Regions from separate parts of the Mus musculus genome. Here regions 1 and 3 are each linked to region 2. The links are chromatin contacts, called in public HiChIP or PLAC-seq and promoter capture Hi-C maps. All regions are on one chromosome and are shown on one strand. Each heading gives the region's core, a stretch centred on a gene start, on an enhancer-like site or on the middle of the called end of the contact. The rest is flanking DNA. Distances are from core to core; before and after follow the strand shown.

What was found. Promoter capture Hi-C pulls out the DNA fragments that hold promoters and counts their contacts. HiChIP or PLAC-seq counts read pairs in DNA pulled down with a chosen protein or histone mark.
Region 1: a contact with region 2 is called in a promoter capture Hi-C map of hippocampal neurons, with 5 times the contacts expected there. The contact joins the promoter of Cxadr here to the promoter of 9430053O09Rik in region 2. A contact is called at or near these places in 1 of 39 promoter capture datasets (hippocampal neurons) and 2 of 115 datasets of contacts at active chromatin or transcription factors (embryonic limb bud and neural tube).
Region 3: an H3K4me3 HiChIP or PLAC-seq map of embryonic forebrain shows a contact between it and region 2, with 5 times the contacts expected there. The contact joins the enhancer-like site here to the promoter of 9430053O09Rik in region 2. A contact is called at or near these places in 2 of 484 Hi-C or Micro-C datasets (cerebellar granule neurons and embryonic somatosensory cortex), 8 of 115 datasets of contacts at active chromatin or transcription factors (VIP interneurons, embryonic basal ganglia, embryonic forebrain and 5 more) and 1 of 9 other capture datasets (embryonic trunk).

Annotation. Positions count from the first base shown.
Region 1 is chr16:78,300,269-78,303,249 of GRCm38.p6, reverse strand. It overlaps Cxadr (coxsackie virus and adenovirus receptor), which reads right to left and starts at 1,579. Exons shown (of 7, transcript NM_001025192.3): 1 at 1,376-1,579. The coding sequence starts at 1,418.
Region 2 is chr16:77,418,914-77,421,849 of GRCm38.p6, reverse strand. 9430053O09Rik (a long non-coding RNA gene) reads left to right here and starts at 1,468. Exons shown (of 4, transcript XR_003951960.1): 1 at 1,468-1,739. All of the region lies in intron 2 of Mir99ahg (Mir99a and Mirlet7c-1 host gene (non-protein coding)), which reads right to left.
Region 3 is chr16:78,169,698-78,172,707 of GRCm38.p6, reverse strand. No RefSeq gene overlaps it. Among named protein-coding and RNA genes, the nearest start is that of Gm31495, 16 kb to the right of the region's middle. Within about 2 kb of position 1,622, at least 5 of the 459 cell types and tissues checked have an H3K27ac peak or open chromatin away from gene starts, as enhancers often do. A contact at or near this core is called in embryonic forebrain, where this site is marked.

The sequences.
Region 1 (2,981 bases), core at 330-2,829, 880 kb before region 2:
CATAAGAAAGAAAAAAGAGGAAGATAGTTCCCTGCATCCTCTTCATTCCTCCAATTTCTGCTTTGGATGTATTCAACTTCGGTTTGTTTTACCAAACAAAGGTGGGATTCACCGAGCAGACTGGTTCAACGACCCTTCCTGTTTTTCACAAGATTTAATTTCGAAATTTCAGCCAAGCCTAAAAGATCTGTATCCAAAAAAAAAGGTGGAGGTGGAGGCGGTGTGGTAGCCTCAGCTCCACAGATTAGACTTGTTAATAGAATGTTGATCCCATGAGTAATGTCCACAGCTGTGGCATCCAACAATGGAATTAACATTTCAGCAGGAAGCAGAGAGAGCCATCCCAGTAGAGCTGAGGCAGATCCAACAACCTTCCCAACTCCCGCAATCCTAAGCAATCCTCTTCGGAGGCTACGGTGTGTGTGCGCGTGCGTGCTTCCCAGAGTTGAACGTGTAAATCTTTTACATGACTCACTTGGCTCGAAAATTCCTCCAATTGCTTAGTATTAGGAAATGAGACCGACTTGTTAAAAACACACTTAGAAAAAGATTAATTTCTAAGTGCTAGAATGCGTATGCGTCCTGGGGTCCAGGCATTTTTTTTTTAATGCCTTATTTCCTGAAAGAGACGCTCTGCAGCTGAAAGATGTACTGGGCGATTTCTACCACCACACGCCTCACCACCTGAACGTCAATCATCATACAAAAAAAAAAAAAAAAAATCAACTTATTACAAACCCGGGCTAACTCCTCCCCAACAGCGATTTCAGACCTTCGGCTCCTAATACCTCGTCTCGGAGCTGCTGGGTCGAGCTAGCCTGTTCTTTGAGACTAAAAACCAGCAGCTTCGGTGCTTCTTTCCTAAAGGTAGCCAGGGCGACTGACACCGAACGGCTCAGTCTTCTCTCAAATAATGGCGTTGGTAATTCAGCCTCCCCGGCTTGGACTACCCGATACCTAAAAACTCGCAGCCCGGAGCTTGGAAATCGGGGAAGGCTGGCGGCACACAACACCCAGGCAGACGCGGGAAACAGACAAGGGCAGATAAAGCCAAATGGTCCCCAGGGTAAGCTGCCCTGGAGGCGCGCCCCACACGCCCCTGGGCGAGCCTCCGCCACCGCCACCGGACGATCGGGTCCCCGCTCCGCTGCCTCCCAGACGCCTCACGCCCCCTGCGCCGCTCCCGGGGACCGATGCATTCTCCGGGCTGGCGCGCGTGGTCCGGGGCAGATCACCCTGTGCATGGGTGCCCATCCGCCACTACCACGGCAGCGCCCCCCAAATTGAGCCGCCCCCTCCCCCCACGCCCCATTGTTCCCGGGAGGCCGCGAGCTGGGAGCGCAAGCGACTGGGACGGAGAGGTGCCGCAACTCACCCGCGATCCCGCACAAGAGCACGAAGCACAGTAGGCGCGCCATGGTAGCTGCCGGCCGGGTCGTGGCTTGCAGGTAAACGATCTCGGCTGGGAGCCCTGGTTTTCCCAGAGCCTGGTACACTCCCGACTGGCTCCCGGCGGTGGCAGCAGCGAAGGCACCTCTGCGCCCCGCCCCAGCTCGGCAGGTGAACGCGTCACTTCCGGCAGCACCCGGGAGCCCCTAAGCAAGAGCCCACAGTGTTGGCGCCCTGGGGTTGCCATGGAAACTGGGATCAGCCCGCGTCCCACCCCCCCTCCCCACCCCCACTCCCCTCTAAGGAACCTTCCAGTCCCAGCGGTCTTGCGCGCTGTACACCTGCTTGCGCTAGCAGCCACCTCCAGCTCTCCCGACTCCTGGTTAAATCGCTTTGTGAGCTGGGAAGCAGCGAGCCAGTCTCACTGCTGAAACAGTCACGCCCTCCTCCCCAGAGCCCAGCTCCAGGCCGGAATTGCTCCCTCTCCCTAAACCTTGAGCTAGGTTTCTTTCGACACACCACTAGCCAGCAGTCACCGCATCCTGTGGTCAGGGGTGGGGACCTCCTGGCACCCGTGTTTCCAAGGGCGATCAGAGAGCCCCGCCAATATCTTGCCTTCTTTTTGAATGGCTAGGTTCCTATTGAAGGCTCAGGAGAGGCTTTTCTTCCGCCCCTGTATACACTAGACCTATAAATTGAGGCGGCAGGTTTAACAAATACTTGGGGCTTTTCTCCTCCTTGCGATTATGAGTCGTTCCAGCCCTGAAGTTAGCCCACAGGGACAAAAGAACTTTAAAAGTGGGACCGGTTGGGGATGGCTAAGTGAACGGGAGTGGCTCTTGGAAATTAGGAATTTGAAAAGCCAGTGCAATCCCGCCCTGCAGCTCTCCCAAGCTGTTATCCTCAGACTTGCCTTTGCTAACTATTCTTGGTTGCTCTTCCCAGATTTTTTTTTTAACTGTTAGAAATGTTGAAATTCACAAGAGCCCCATATTAGGAGGTAGAAAACAGAAGAAACCAGCGTAATGGCCAAGAGTTAGGGGTCTTGGTGGGCAAGTTATTTAGAAGTGAAAGTGAAATCGTGCATTAAAAAAAAAAATGCTTGGTAGGTCCAGAGATGGCTCAACAGTTAAGAGCAATGGCTGCTCATCCACAGGTCCCGAGTTCAACTCCCAGCAACCACATAGTGGCTGGCTCACAACCATCTGTAATGGGATCAAGTACCCTCTTCTGGTATATCTGAAGACAGCGACAGTGTATTCAAATATATAAAAATAAATAAATCTTTTTTAAAAAATGCTTGCCCCCCCCCCCACAGAGCACATAGTGCTCAGCAAGTAGGGACTAATAAAGGAATATTGGGAATGCCTTGTTGCTTGTTGAACCAGAGAAAAGAGAGAAGGCAGGTGTAGGGGGTGATAGGGATGTCCCCACAGGCTCATATATTTAAATGCTTAATCACTATTTGGAAGGATTAGAAGGATTGGGTACTGCAGCCTTTTGGAGTAGGTGTGGCCTTGTTGGAGGAGGTGAATCCCTGGGGGCAGGCTTAGAGGTTTCAAAACACCCATAAGATCCTGGCTCTCTCTTGC
Region 2 (2,936 bases), core at 219-2,718:
TTTGCAGCCTCGAGCTGCTCCCTATTGTTAAAAGGGGGTACGCCTCGATTCTTCTTCATCATGACCGAACTTGCCTCTTCTTCAAAGGGCATGATGCTGCAGGTCATTGGTCTAGACTGTTTGCACGGTCCAGAGAGCAGCCTTGATGTAACCCTTGCTCCGTCTGAGCCACACCACCAGCCGTGCAGCTGCAGACTGGAGGGGGACATTGGAGATCTGTATTTGAAAAGAAGTCTGTCTGATTTTGCCATTGTGCCTTTTCACTCATCGATCGAATGAATATCGAACCTTCTGTCGTTGCATGTGTGAAATAGATAGCTTAGCCAGCACTTTTGTGCCCAACCTGTGCTGTGGGCCAAAAGGTTTTCATTTTAGTCTCAAGTTGGTTTTTTTTTTTTTCTCCTTCTTTCTTTCTTCATACTTGATGAATTTTGTGTTGGCTTAAATTATTCGTATGCCTTTATCCAGCTGTTCTGGAGACTGCCTGGGATACTGTACAAGCAGGGATTTTTGTTTTGCTGTGAAAACGGAACTTTTTTTTCTCCTGTCCTCTGTTTTCCTTTGTAGCTGTCTTAAGGTCTTTTTTGTAGCTTTGTAGGTAGAAGTGTGCTAACTTTTACTACACCCTATAAAGCCGAGCATCTAAGTTATCCTTTTACGGGGACGACTTGATGGTGTCTGTTATTTAACAGGCTTAAATCCAGAAAGGTGAACTTGAGCCTCTCAAGGTGATTTCAGTGAATTTATAAGAGTAAGTAAACCGGATAAACACATTGATTTTTAAACTGAATGACAGTGTCTGCTAAACTCTATCTGAAAGGAATGTGTTTTCTTTGCTTTCTCTCCTTCTTTAAACATCAGCAAAAATATTAATTGGAAGTGTTGAAATATACTTAAAAGCACATAACTTATTTTGTGCTTAGGAAAGTACAAATGACAAATAAAATCATTATGATTTAATATATTGAAGTAAATATTACTGATAATATCTGTCTCCGGGCACGATTTAACTAAAAAAGTAACTAGAAGGTTTTTGCATTTCAATTTTTAAATATAACTAAAATTTCCTTGCTGCTCACCAGCAGCTGATGTTAATGAGACTTATGGCACCTGCTCATTCCCGAATGCCCAATTTCACCGTGTCCTTGTGAAACTGGGTAGCTTGAGGATGTCTTGGGTGCATCTCCCCAGCATGGTGATTTGAAAGCACTGTCTGTCTGTGACTGTCATCAGGAGTGGTTTGGTTGGATTTGAAGAAACGAGTACTTCATACTTAAAGGCATACATATTTTCTCTAATTGCCAAAGGCAAGGGGGAGGTCCAGGGCAGAATAAAAAAGGTTATTGTGACAGATGAAATATAATTCACAATGAGCATTCTTTTCATCTAGGCTGAAGTACCACAGGATTACTTACAAGTTGAATTTTGTGGCAGAACGTATAAACTCATATTAAAAGAAGCTAGAAAGAAAAGCAGCAAGCCTGTTACTCTCTGGCCCCGGAAGTGTTTATTTTGAATATGTCTGTCTTGGGATTGTGTTCTGTTTCTCCTAACATAAAGATACACTGGCGAGAAGAGGGACTAGGCAGCAAGGGTGGAAAGGAAGAAACCTAAAAGCAATCAAAGCTGCTTCTTCCCTCTACCAATGAAGAAAGAGGAGTTAGATGGATTTTTATTCTCTTTGGGATGCACATGCAACAATCATATTTTTCAGCACACGTTTATTTTTGGCTGCAAAAGTAGGTAACTATTATTTTATAAACTTACTATACCTTAGATAATATTTTTCCTTCCTTTAAAGTTCCTAGGGTCAAATGATTTACGAGGGTGTTTTTGTTTTTTTCTGTTCTGTTTTGTTTTGTTTGTTTAGATTCTGGTTAGCATTCTGTGAGGGTTGAACACAGGTACATGTTTGACCAGATATTTTGTTTCCTTTAGCTTCTTTGTTCTAGCTTAAATGAAAATAGTTTCATTTGACCTCTGTACATTTTATTTCTAGATGCAAAAAAAAAAAATGCTTTCCTTTCTATTTGTACAAAGGTCAGTTTTTAAATTAACTGAAAAGCAAACCATGTACTTTATAAATATTCAGGCACCATAAAAAAAAAACTCGGAATATAAACCCATCTGCAATTAATTTTTAAGCAGTGAGTCTGGGTTTATCTATTCCTGGAAATCACATGCTTTGTATTTTCCATTCTTTTTCTAAGTTAACCGAAGTAACTGCCCTGTGTTAAGGGAAAGCTACGAGGTTCTGCCTGCTAGTCATCTTCTGCTGGAAACCAGGCTGCCCTCTCTCTCTTAAGCTCTGATGGACTATCTCTTGTTTTACAGTTACCCATAGCATGCATGTGTGTATATGACTGTGTATGAGTGTGAGTTTGTGCATGCTTCTTAATTGAGGTCTTTTCAATTTACCAGATAAATTTCTTATTGTAAACCCTGCAGTGAATAATTCAAATGCAGTGAGTTTACTTACATGTTGTCTGAGTGAAGGGAGCAAAGGCATACATGCCCTCACATGTAGCTGTTCTATATTTCTTTCCTTACTGCACAATAGTGTTGTTATTTTGATAAATAAAACATGCAGCTCACATTGACTACAAAGGCTTTGTTCCTCTGTGCCGACGTTTTAGCAAAAAACTTTAGTATATTTTCATGCCATATCAATAAGCAATAAGTCTCTTTGGTCTTGATATTTGATACTTTACAGATGTTTACTATGGCTTCCAATATCTGATTTCCCTTTTGCCTTGTGATTTGTCACTTACGATTAAAACATATGATTACTGTGCTACTGCAGAAAAACTAAGCAGTCATACAATTACCACCCATGGGTTGACTAAAACAACCACCTTCTACTGACATTCTTACACAGATAATGAATTAATATGTATGTTGAAGAAATGTTTTTAATGTCTATCTTTAAATGTTCT
Region 3 (3,010 bases), core at 373-2,872, 750 kb before region 2:
GTTTGTAGAACATGATTTTAATATTTTCAACTGTTAATATTCAACAATATTTCCAACCATGAGACAACACTCCTGTGTTTCCTAGGCTGGCATTGAGTTTTCTGTGTTGTAAAAGATGATGTTGAACGTCTGAGCCTTTTGCCTCTACCTCCTTAGTGCTAGGATTAGAGGTATGTGCCACAATATATGATTTATATGGTGCTGGGAAGAAACCAGGGCTTCCTGCATGTTAGACAATCATAGTACTAACTTAGCCTTACATTAGATGATTTTAAAACCAATCTTCAAGTAATGGGTTTGATTATTCTGCATGGTAGATAATAATAAAAACAGGAAAACAGATCTGGGAGCTGTTAACAACTGTGTCACATTCTTGTTTCTTTAAGGGTATGTGTAGTACATTAGTGTGAAGCAGAGGTATTATTAAGGTATGGCAATTGTTTTTAGTCATTGAGAATGTAAAAGTATTATGAAGACTCTAATCCAGATATGAAAAGGGCTTTTTGGGTGCTTGTAAACTGAGCTCTTATGAACTGTAAATGCATCAGTGTGCTAGGTGATTGGGGCTCAACAGTCTAAACCCCAGTGGGATAGTAACTTGGGACTAGATTTATGAAATCAACAGTTGCCAGGTTTATCACTAAAAGGATGGTAAAAGCCTATGGAAGGATCCAGCTATTAGTCACATGACCTGATCTAGTGTGGAGATGAAAGCTTATTGGGATCTTATGGAAGCTTGCCTATACTTGTCTCCATTATAGATGAAGGAACTCTAACACTGCTACTCCCAGGAGTTTGGCATTAAAACCGAGGCACAGCAGCTCTCGCGTTTGCTGTCTTCAGATATTCAAGAATGCCTTCTAACACAGAAGGCAGAAGATGGAAGTCTATTCTCCCTCCAACATTCTCTATTCTGTTATTCTATTATTATTATTCTATTGTCCCTCCAACCCCCCTTTTTAAATCTCTTTTAGTTAAAGCTTAGTGCAGAGTGATGGAAAATAGTGTGTAACATGCTGCATTTATCATGTTCCAGTAATATACATATGTATATATATATTTATATATTCATTGTACATAGCACCATATTATAGCAGCCCTTTTCTTTCCTTTCATTATATACACATGCAAACACACAGTTGCCTTTTTGAGCTTGGCTGTAATAATCAGCTTACTTTACATATACATAGCAAACCATCATATTGTATGCATTAACTACATGCAAAAACCAGCAGACATTATACAGCTGAATTTCCTAATGTTTTACTCACCACAGTGTTACATTTTAATCTATTCTATTGTTTTCTCTCTGAGTACTCAGCTAGGCAGTGTTTACTAGCCCCATCTATAGATGAGGTTGTGTGACAAAATTCTGGCCAGAAATTGATTTAACTGAATATAAATGTGCATATGAAGCCAAAGATGTAAGTCAATATTAGCTAGAATTATGATGTAGAAAAAAAATCAATGGAGTATCTTTGTGTTAATAATAAAAGCTTTTCAGTCGGAACAAAGGCTCAGACTTCCAACTCCTTTCTGATATTCAAGCCAGCTAATCTTCAGTGAATCTCGGGATCAGACAAAAGCTTGTTTGTAGAGCGTTATTGGTATTCCAAGGTCTGTGGAAAATGACGAGGCATTCTGTGTGCATGCTGAATCTTAAAGTGAATGCTGTAATGTGTACCTATAACTAACCTATTATTTATTGTTTCCCCAAGGTTTCTGGACAAAACATCATTGTTTGCATTTAAAACAACTTGGCAGTAATAATCATTCCATGCAAACAGCAGGCTAACGAATACTTTCTAACTAATTAGGAGTGATTCTGTGCAAGGTCCCTGAGTTGCAAACAAGCAAGTCGCCTTTGGCTTTCGATTAGCTTCTCATCTCATGCACTCTGCATACAGTGTGTAGAAAAATTAGAAAAAGGACAAGTGAATAGGGATGGTAAAGGAAGAAGTTTGACAAGGGTGGTGGCTGTAGGTGATACAGATGGGAAATGTTTAGGGGATAAAATACATGTATAGCAGTGATGGACAAGTAGTCGAAGTGAGAGTTGATAATGAAAGGATTGCACGTTCTTTGGTGAGTGCACGGGACTGTGTATATTTTGAGACTACTTGACTCTGAAATAGCTTTCAGTAGTTTTTTATTTGTTATGTGCACAGATTTTAACTCAGAGGAGTGTTCTCAACGAGGCTATTATTATTATTATTATTTTTGAGACAGGGTTTCTCTGTGTAGTCCTGGCTGTCCTGGAACTCACTCTGTAGACCAGCCTGGCCTAGAACTCAGAAATTCACCTGCCCCTGCCTCCCAAGTGATGGGATTAAAGGCATGTGCCACCACACCCGGCGAGGCCATTATTAAAATGTGCTCATTTGACTCATCTGTGTCCTGTGCAGGAGACTGATGTATCTTGAAGAATGGCACTGACCATACCCACTACCCACTAAATCAAGTGTTGATTTCAATCAACTCTGACATGTCAAACACTTTTTTCTTTTGAATAAGGCAACCTATGCCTTCATACCTAATATGCAGTTATTAACCTTTCTTTAGATCTATTAGTAAAGCTGTCATAAACTGGCTACTGTCTTGACAGGAGAGCAGTATACCTTCTTTGTCTTTTCCAGGGTTATTTTGGCTTTCCATCTTCTGTAATAATCTAGCCTTTGTCCCTTAGAGTAGGTAACCTGAGGTCAACCTCATATTGCGTAAAGACAGTGCATCCTCAAATTATAGACTATTTCAGGAGAATTCTCCAAAGTTGATAATTTCTTCATTCCACAGAGCTTGCTTCTATCAAACAATTGCATTAGTTGAAGCATATAAACGGGGCAACCACATCAGAAGTAGTTTTGTTAATTAACTTAATATGAGTATATAACAAAATACTTGTTAGATTGGGTACTTTGTGGACTAAGAGAAGTATATTTACCTCACAGTTCTAGAGATTGAAGCACCTGGCCGAAGTTTGTGCTTGCTCTGGTGAGATGCTTGTGGCAAA